Regions from separate parts of the Mus musculus genome. Here regions 1 and 2 are each linked to region 3. Evidence: chromatin contacts called from public Hi-C and HiChIP or PLAC-seq data. All regions are on one chromosome and are shown on one strand. The core of a region is the stretch at or near the end of the contact, and the rest is flanking DNA. Distances in the headings are between cores, read along the strand shown. Region 1 overlaps Spon1 (spondin 1, (f-spondin) extracellular matrix protein). Region 2 overlaps Spon1 (spondin 1, (f-spondin) extracellular matrix protein). Region 3 holds the start of Spon1 (spondin 1, (f-spondin) extracellular matrix protein).

Region 1 (2,909 bases), core at 367-2,866, 94 kb after region 3:
CTGGCAGCCACTGAAGAGCCAGATGCTCCGCAAGCTGTTGAGAGGGGCTGGCAACAAAGTTTGTACCTTGCAAGTGGGCTCTGGATTAAGACAGGTAAAAGTCCTCAAGCTGAGCTCTACTGAGCATGACTGGTTTCATCCTGGGCCACCTGACTTGGTCACACAGGGTTTCTGTCCCTCCCCCCACTTGCCCCCAGCTGTTCCCTAATGGTTAGCATCACGATCATGATGGAGGAATAAAAGTGGTGGGATTTGAACAGGAGCAAAAAGACCCAGAGGAGAAAATCCAAGACAAACCAGGCTCATCTCTTCTTTGCCAAGCTTTGCTGGATTTTCTTTCTGATGGGCAGGATTCTCTGGGGGCTGCAGTTGGTTGTCTTCACCCTGATGCTTTTGCCTAGTAGCTTCGGTTTGAGATTCTCTTGCCACCCAGGAGACAGGGGAAAGAGGGTAAGGTAGGTCAGACTCCTTGGGCTCCAGATCCACTGAACATCTTCACAGATGTAGATGGCTTTGATTATGTCTCTTCCTTGGCTTTGTTGTTGTTGTTTACAGCAGAAGAAGGAGGTACTTGTTGGTATGATGATGCATGCTTGTAACACCAGCACTGATAGTTTCTGTTAAACTGTCTGATAACAATGCTGAGTCATGGGAGCTGTAAGACTCACTAGTAGTCTCCAGCAGGTCAGTGTAGTACGCAGAGGTGAGCAAGAGAATCTTGGACCTCTTCAGAGGTCAGCTAACTCTCTAGTTGTATAGAATAGGCATAAGCTCATGAGAAATTAGAGGAAGAGGAACGGATGACACCTTCCAAGCACCTGCCTTATGCTAGGCCATTTCTATACCAGCTCAGCCTATGAGCACTCACAAGAGTGTCATAAAGCAGACACTGAGCCCAATTTGAAGAGAAGGGCAGGAAACAGATTGCAGATCATTCAACTACTACAGAGTCAGGATTAAACACAATCTGCCTGACCGCAAAGCTCTATCGTGCCTTGTCTACTACTTTTGTTTCATAGTGTTGATAAAAATGAGTAATAAATTAATTAGGATTAGAACTTAGATGTTTCACACCATTTAGCTCTCTTCTGCCTGTCATTCCACACAAGTATCCACCCATCCAATTCTGTTACCCTATATAGTTGTAAAATGTGATTTTTTTTAAACTTAGACAAATACTTCAGTTGATAAGCCAGCTTTGAGGATAAAATTTAATGATCTGTTTTCATGAATAAAGTTCATAAATTTATCATTAAGTTTTATAATATAATATAACAGAGAGAAATAGGATTGCTTGAAAGTATGCTAATAGCATCAGATTATTTAATGTAGATTAACCAACAATTCTAAACAGCAATAGAGATAGAGGAAAACAAAATTAATGTGATTAAATGTACCCCGAGACTATTTATTCTGCCGGTTGTTAAAATGTAGTCAGCAGTCAGACTGCAAAGAGACTTTGCAGCTGCAGCCCCAAAATAGCCACAGTCTCTCCTCAGCTGCAGCTAATTAATGTGATTTTCCTAATAACAGTTTCCTAATAGAAGACAGACAGTAGCAAATCAAAACAAGTTCATTTTCATGCTGATGAGGCCTAGCAACAACAACAACAACAAGAGCCCAAAGGATCCAAGTGGAAACCAGCTCGCTGTAGGCTCCCACGTGGAGTTTCTCTTGCACAGTTGACCTCCAGGCTGGAAGTCTGTTGCTCAAATACAACAGTTAAGGCCTTCAAAGGACAAGCTGTGATATCGTGCCAGGCAGCCATGGTGACAGTGGATCACAGTGGAACATCCCACAAGCTCCAGAAGAAGAGCATTCTAGACAGTTGTTTCTCATACTAGACTCAGGCCCAGCCCTTGTTCTCTTAATTTCCTAGTCACCCCGTGTCTTAGTTAGAGTTTTACTGCTGTGAACAGACACCATGACCAAGGCAAGTCTTATAAAAAAAAAAAAAAAAAACCAACATTTACTTGGGGCTGGCTTACAGGTTCAGAGGTTCAGTCCATTATTATCAAGGTGGGAGCATGGCAGTATCCAGGCAGGCATGGCACAGGCAGAGCTGAGAGTTCTATGTCTCCATCCAAAGGCTGCTAGTGGAAGACTGACTTCCAGGCAACTAGGGTGAGGATCTTATGCCCACCCACAGTGACACACCCATTCCAACCAGGTCACACCTATTCCAACAAGGCCACACCTCCAGATGGTGCCACTCTCTGGTTCAAGGATATACAAACCATCACACCCCTGGGAAAAATAAATAAATAAAGAATTCAAGTTGGCCAGCTTGCACCATTTGATATGTACAGTTCTCCTGCTATCCCAATGCAGACATAGCTAGTGTGCCCTACATCCAGCACATTGATGACTTTGGCTCAGGTATTATTAGTCAGTGGTCTTAATCAATGGCCACTAACTGGTTTCACTAAAAATATGTTGCAAGGCAGAACAGTTTACTCCTCCACAAACTGGCTTACTCCTCCAAAGGAGGGTATGGGTGATGAGAATGTATTAACATTTTCTGCTGACTGTCCAGCACAATAGTGTTGCAAACTGGGCCAGATGGTGACATTAGACCTCTGGCTTCAAGGGTCTCCTGGGCTTCTCCAGCTCAGCTTGAACAGAAAAGAATCCAAGTTAGCTAAAGCTTGAATTACAAATTTTACTTTTTAAAAAAGGTAGCTACCTCAGCCCAAGGAAGCATGATGCATATTGATGCTTTGGGGTAGAGGCACATTAAGTCTGTGTAGTCTCATTAGAACAGCTCATTATCAGATAGCCTCCTAACAAAAGCATCCTGCCATCTTGGTTCCTTGTAGACTATGGTACTTTGTAACAGAAACATACTTGACACTGAATCCTCCAGAAATCATATCTCATTCTGATGTTTTTTAAAAAAGCCTTTATTG
Region 2 (2,700 bases), core at 97-2,596, 110 kb after region 3:
TTTGTTGAAAATGTGCCCGTAAATACTACAAGAAGACAAAAGGAAGGAGCCTTCCACTGAACCAGAACTGTGATTCTTAGACTGTTCCTAGGAGGTCTATGCTCCTGCAAGGGTCCCTCAGGCCCAGGGTGAGAGAGGCACCCTGACAAGTAAGAACAAGAGGCTTTGCTACTTGGTTTTGAGGTAGGGATGGCTATTACTCTTTTGGTCTGAGGGAACTTTCCCACTTAATGGTCCAGAGAATAGATAAAATGATCAAAGTCGTTTTGTGTAGACAGGAAGCATATTTCATTTACTTATTTCAACATCTTGTCTCTCTTGGGTGGGGAAAGACTGTAAAAGACATCTGTAAAGCTGGCCTGAGTTGTACTCTTTTGTGCAAGACTGGATGTAGCATAGACATTTCTTTGGAAAGTCATCTTGGCCTTTGCCCAGACCATTGGGGAAATTGTCTCTACTCAGCACAGATCCCCACAGAGAACGTGGGCCAGTTCCTAGGTCTGGAATCATGGCCGTCAGACCGTTGTTCAGTGCGGTCAGCTCTAATGGAGTCAGGGATGCCTTTATCTGTTAAATAGGGTGAATCGAAGTGAAAATTACCTTTTGATTGAGTAGCATTGCTGAAGAAAATCAATAGAAATGGCTCGAGATTTATCGGCACCAGCTCAATTTTAAGTGTTGTAGACTCTTAAATTGCTGGAACACTGGGTTTCAGGATCCATCCTTCTCCAGGCCAATGGAAAATAAACAGAGAATGAGTTAAGGGAGAAACTGCATTTCTGTTCTGTCACAAAGGAAAGAGGAAATATGTGCTGACCAAAGCTAAGTCATTTGCAACCTCAAACTATGCTTTCTAAATTCTAAGAGCCCACGTTTGACGTGTTCAAGGGAGAAAGACCGCAGCTGACGCGGTCTTTGTTCAGAGTGTAGGAGACGGTTTTGTCTAGACTTTCAGGAATGATATAGAATGACATTTTTAGAACAAATAAAAAAAATAGTTTTAGATTCCTCTTTTCCCTTCAGGAGAAGGATTTGACATGCTTCTGAAATCTGAATGTGGTGGGTCTATAAACAGCCTCCATCATTTACTAGGAAGAGGATGGGAAAATGAGCCATTGAGAAAAGATGCTGAAAATGTCCTTGGTTTACTTTCTTACTTTAATAGCAGTGCCATCAATAGTAATCCAGCACCTAATGGGGAGGGAATGGTTTATAGGCACGTGCTAGGCTGCTGACATACATTGCCTGGCAGTTCTCAGGGTGACATCATGGGGCAGGTATTGCTTGTCTGCTTATGAATGAAGAGACAGAAGCACACAGAGCTTGGGAAACAGCACACAGAGCCACCGAACATGGGCTTCTAAGCAAGGATTGTGTTTGACTGTCCCTCTAAACCTGCCCATCTCACCACTGTGTTGATGTCTTCTTTCCCCACAGGGCCAGCATTGTACAGAAACGCATAATTTATTTTCAAGACGAGGGCTCCCTGACCAAGAAGCTGTGTGAACAGGGTAAGAACATGCAGACGGGGGAGGGAGAGGTGAGGGAGGGCTCTTTCAGGTTAAGCTGGCTGCAGAAATTCAGGCAACAGGGCTTTCTGAATTCCCCTGGGCCCTGCCTCCTCACGTAGCTCTGATTTTTAATCTGGCTGTGTGCTATGGATAATTGGATCCGCCTTAAGCTCTAATTACTCGGCTTGATTCCCTGGGTAGGAGATAATGTACCTTATATTGGTGCTGTCTTCTTATTTTTGTGAAACAGTGATTATTCTGAAGAGGTTCCTTGGAATAATTCACAGGACTTAATTAAGGAATGCACAGTTGTGTACCTTTAAAAAGCCTATGGTGGCTCTCTGGAATAACCACCCTCAGAACTTGCATGGCACCTGAATAATATGGAGCTTTTCTCCCAAAAAAAGACCAGTAGCAGACAGGAGTGTCATGGGTTGGAGGGTAGGGGGACACTAACCTTGTGATTTTACCACTTCCAAGTCTGGTCCTCAGACTGCAAGTTCATAAACACCCTTTACTTAGAGTGAAATATTCTAATAGATGTCCTTTTTCTGGTGCTAGGGATCATATCTGGTGCCTTGTGCATGCTAACTAAGCACTTTAGCTCTGAGCTACCCCTGAGCCTGGGATTGGAGCATCCTAATAAAGTAGACCGTGTGTTTACAGATGGGGCCTGGGCTCAGATTATGCCTAGCTTAGATCTGCTTCTGTTGTGCAGCCTGCCCTTCCACCCCCACACCATGTGATTTAATAACGTACAATAAGCCAAGGAAATGGCTCCGTGAGTAAAGTTCTTACCATGCAACTTTGAGGGCTTGAGTTCAGAGCCCCAGACTTCACATAAAGCTGGACATGGTGCTTCAGCCCTGCAATCCCATCATTCATCTGTAACATATGAGATGGAAGCAGAGGTGGCAATTCCTGGGTGCTCCCAGCGCAGCTAGCCTGACATCTACAGGTTGAAAACAACAAGAGAACCTGTTCCCAACAAGATCAAATGTAAGGACTGACACCTGAGATTGTCCTCTGAGCCCCATAGAAGTGCAAAGGCATACTTGCATTCACAGACTCCAACCCAGACAAGCACACACATCATACACGCAAGATTGAATGTGGATGCATGTGTGTGTGTGTGTGTGTGTGTGTGTGTGTGTGTGTGTGTTTGTATGTGTGTGTGTGTGTACGTGCA
Region 3 (2,700 bases), core at 93-2,592:
AACATGGAGTCAGTCTAGAACCCTGAGTCAGCTGGCTCACTCTACAGTCCAGATCTGAAGATGCACATAGGAGAGAGCTGGTCTGTTGGATCAGAGGCTGAGGTCCAGTTCTCATGCTTTCTCCTAAGGCTGAGAAGTACACAAGGCCTTCCACAAGGCTTATTCCTCAGTGACTTCTGAAAGATAGCATCCAGTTGACGGTGGTAGTACAAGTCACACCATAGGACTGAGGGATCAGTGGTTAGTGGATGGGGTGAGGAATGGAATTTCCAGTATTGATGGCTCTATTGGGCTGTTTGTAATCTAAGAGGAAGAGGAAAGGCGAGTCTGGAAAGTGGACGAAACTGCTTGTTAGATGCAGGCACTTGAGAAGTATTCAAGGCCCTGGGAAGAATAAAGGAGAATAATGCAGCCTTTCAGGGCATTGGGGGCAGGGGAGGCTTGTGTGCAGCAATGGCATTCAGGTATCTTCAAGTAGGGTGTCTCCTGAGGCAAAGTATTCCACATGAGAGATTTTGCCAAATTTCGGCATACACAGCTCTGGTTCAATAGCTGCCGCCCGCTCCTGCCCCATGCTTCCTGGGCAGGGAACACGCTTGGAAAGGATGTCTGACCTAACCTCACAATGGATAAATGACAAGGCTGAGGCAGAGAGACATTGAGAGAGATTCCGGCTTATGGCCTCTCCCAAAAACCTGTCCCTGGAGGCTAAGAGCCTGAACTAAATATCTAAGCCAAGAAAACACAGGCCCTTCTTTGAACATTTCAAAATGGCCAGGCTCCTAAGCAATAGACACTTATTTTTGTAAGCCCCCTCCTTCTTAAAACCTCACAGTTTATGATTGCTTAGATACACTGCTGAATAAACTAATATGTAGCAAAAAATATTTTCTTCAATAGTAACTTTTCCTCTTGTTTTAAAAGAAAAACATTTTAAAAAATCTTCAAAATTATGGCCAAGGCATTGTGCCAGCTGCTCTCAGGGCCTAAGTCTCGGGCTCCTTGCTGGTCCTCTAGCGTGATATGTTATATGGTGGCCTGGTAAGAGGCAGCGGGCCAGCACAGCAAAGGTGGCCTGCGGGGATCTGCTTGTCTATAAATAAATGATTACGGTGTGTGGCGCTAGTGCACGTGGTAGACTGATGCCGCCGCGGGGAAACCTTGCAGCAGCGCAGCCTGGCACTGAGTAGGTTTGCAACAAAAGTTAAGTTGGCAGGCTTTCCCTCCTCAGAGCACTGTGGTCCACAGGACCCAAGCTGGAACTGGATACCGAGGAAGCAGCCTCGTTGGTGGCAGGGTAGATTGAGCCAGCACGTGTCTGCGTATCCCGGCTCTCTCCCACCAGACCCTGGGAATCCAGCTTCACAAAACAAACACCAGAGCGCCCGCTAATCGCCAGCTCAGAAACAAAACAGCACTGCGCTGGGGGATCCGGGCGCAAATCAGCCCTCCCTCTTCGCGCTCCTTCGCCACCGCCCGCCCCTCAGCTCCGCTGCTCGGCTCCGCTCAGAGCAGCGCAGCTCCGCAGCCGCCAAAGCGAGGCGGGCACGGTCTCCCCACCGCCAGCGCCACCCGGGCTCCTCCAGGTTTCGCCTCTGCAGCTCCCGTCACTTGGAGCAGGAGTGTCCTGACAGGGTCTGCAACATCCGCATAAAGTTGGGGGGCCCTCGAGGATGAGGCTGTCTCCCGTGTCCCTGAGGCTTAGCCGGGGTCCGGCGCTGCTGGCCCTCGCGCTGCCCCTGGCCGCAGCGCTAGCTTTCTCAGATGAGACCCTGGACAAAGTGACCAAGTCGGAGGGCTACTGCAGCCGCATCTTGCGCGCCCAGGGCACACGGCGTGAGGGATACACGGAGTTCAGCCTCCGCGTGGAAGGCGACCCTGACTTCTATAAGCCAGGAAGCAGCTACCGAGGTGAGTGGAATGGCGTTGGGGACCGGAGATCTAGGAACCCCTAGGGCACTGACCCGAGCAAGGCTGGAGCCGGGAGCGCAGTCCCCGAGTGTACCACGTCTGCGCATCCCAGCCCGGGGCCGTGACCTGGCTGCCCTGAGCCCCTTAGCTGCCAGCTCTATACTATACCCAACAAGACAGTGTCGGGGGAGGAGGGGGCCGTCGGGGAGGCTACAGGCAGGAGAGACAGCCCCGGTCTCCAACGCAGGGTTCCCGAGCCGGGGAATACAGCCGAGCCACACATCACACCAGCCTGGCTGGGAGGGAGCCCGACTTCGCTCCAGCTGTTGGCGAGAGTGAAGTACACACACACATTTCTCCTTATCGCTCTCTGGGGAAGAGGGTACTCTCAGGTGGGTCCCAGGTAGGGCATCTCTTCCCATGGTTTTCATCCTCGAAGGAGAGATACCAGCTTCTAGATCAAGCAGGACTCTCACTTCCTGGATGGGTCCCTAACCAGTCTCAGGTTAGGGGAAGGAGGAACCTGAAGGGTCCACAGAAAGATCCCCGAATTACTCTCTTATGTCCCAGGAGAAGACAGAGACCCTTGGATTTCCAGGACAGGTTTCAATGGCAATAGGGTCCTCAAAAACAAACAAACAAACAAACAAACAAACAACCCAACACGGGTAGTCTCTCAATGGAAGGTGGAATGTGACGATAGAAAACAGACCCAGGATTCCCAGAACGCGATTCTGATTCTGGCGGCCTAGACGCTGTGCGCCCTGGGGATGCCCAGCTTTACGCAGC

The links. A called contact is a pair of places that touch in the nucleus more often than the background predicts. HiChIP or PLAC-seq counts read pairs in DNA pulled down with a chosen protein or histone mark.
Region 1: a contact with region 3 is called in a Hi-C map of uterus, with 3 times the contacts expected there. The contact joins the enhancer-like site here to the promoter of Spon1 in region 3. A contact is called at or near these places in 7 of 39 promoter capture datasets (3T3-L1-derived adipocytes, cranial neural crest, frontonasal cranial neural crest and 4 more), 13 of 484 Hi-C or Micro-C datasets (ECoMG-derived neutrophils, the P5424 cell line, embryonic stem cells and 7 more), 6 of 115 datasets of contacts at active chromatin or transcription factors (SST interneurons, T-cell acute lymphoblastic leukemia, embryonic forebrain and 2 more) and 2 of 9 other capture datasets (adipose tissue and liver).
Region 2: a contact with region 3 is called in an H3K27ac HiChIP or PLAC-seq map of SST interneurons, with 2.8 times the contacts expected there. The contact joins the enhancer-like site here to the promoter of Spon1 in region 3. A contact is called at or near these places in 4 of 39 promoter capture datasets (cranial neural crest, embryonic stem cells, hematopoietic stem and progenitor cells and 1 more), 2 of 15 datasets of contacts at CTCF or cohesin (large pre-B cells and stem cell-derived epiblast-like cells), 18 of 484 Hi-C or Micro-C datasets (the G1E-ER4 cell line, the N1E-115 cell line, the P5424 cell line and 10 more), 7 of 115 datasets of contacts at active chromatin or transcription factors (SST interneurons, cardiomyocytes, embryonic hindbrain and 4 more) and 4 of 9 other capture datasets (adipose tissue, embryonic stem cells, liver and 1 more).

The regions. Positions count from the first base shown.
Region 1 is chr7:113,858,100-113,861,008 of GRCm38.p6, forward strand. All of the region lies in intron 3 of Spon1 (spondin 1, (f-spondin) extracellular matrix protein), which reads left to right. Among named protein-coding and RNA genes, the nearest start is that of Spon1, 94 kb to the left of the region's middle. Within about 2 kb of position 1,617, at least 6 of the 459 cell types and tissues checked have an H3K27ac peak or open chromatin away from gene starts, as enhancers often do. A contact at or near this core is called in uterus, where this site is marked.
Region 2 is chr7:113,877,740-113,880,439 of GRCm38.p6, forward strand. Spon1 (spondin 1, (f-spondin) extracellular matrix protein) reads left to right here. Exons shown (of 16, transcript NM_145584.2): 4 at 1,438-1,511. Among named protein-coding and RNA genes, the nearest start is that of Spon1, 110 kb to the left of the region's middle. Within about 2 kb of position 1,347, at least 8 of the 459 cell types and tissues checked have an H3K27ac peak or open chromatin away from gene starts, as enhancers often do. A contact at or near this core is called in the N1E-115 cell line and SST interneurons, where this site is marked.
Region 3 is chr7:113,764,656-113,767,355 of GRCm38.p6, forward strand. Spon1 (spondin 1, (f-spondin) extracellular matrix protein) reads left to right here and starts at 1,343. Exons shown (of 16, transcript NM_145584.2): 1 at 1,343-1,911. The coding sequence starts at 1,674.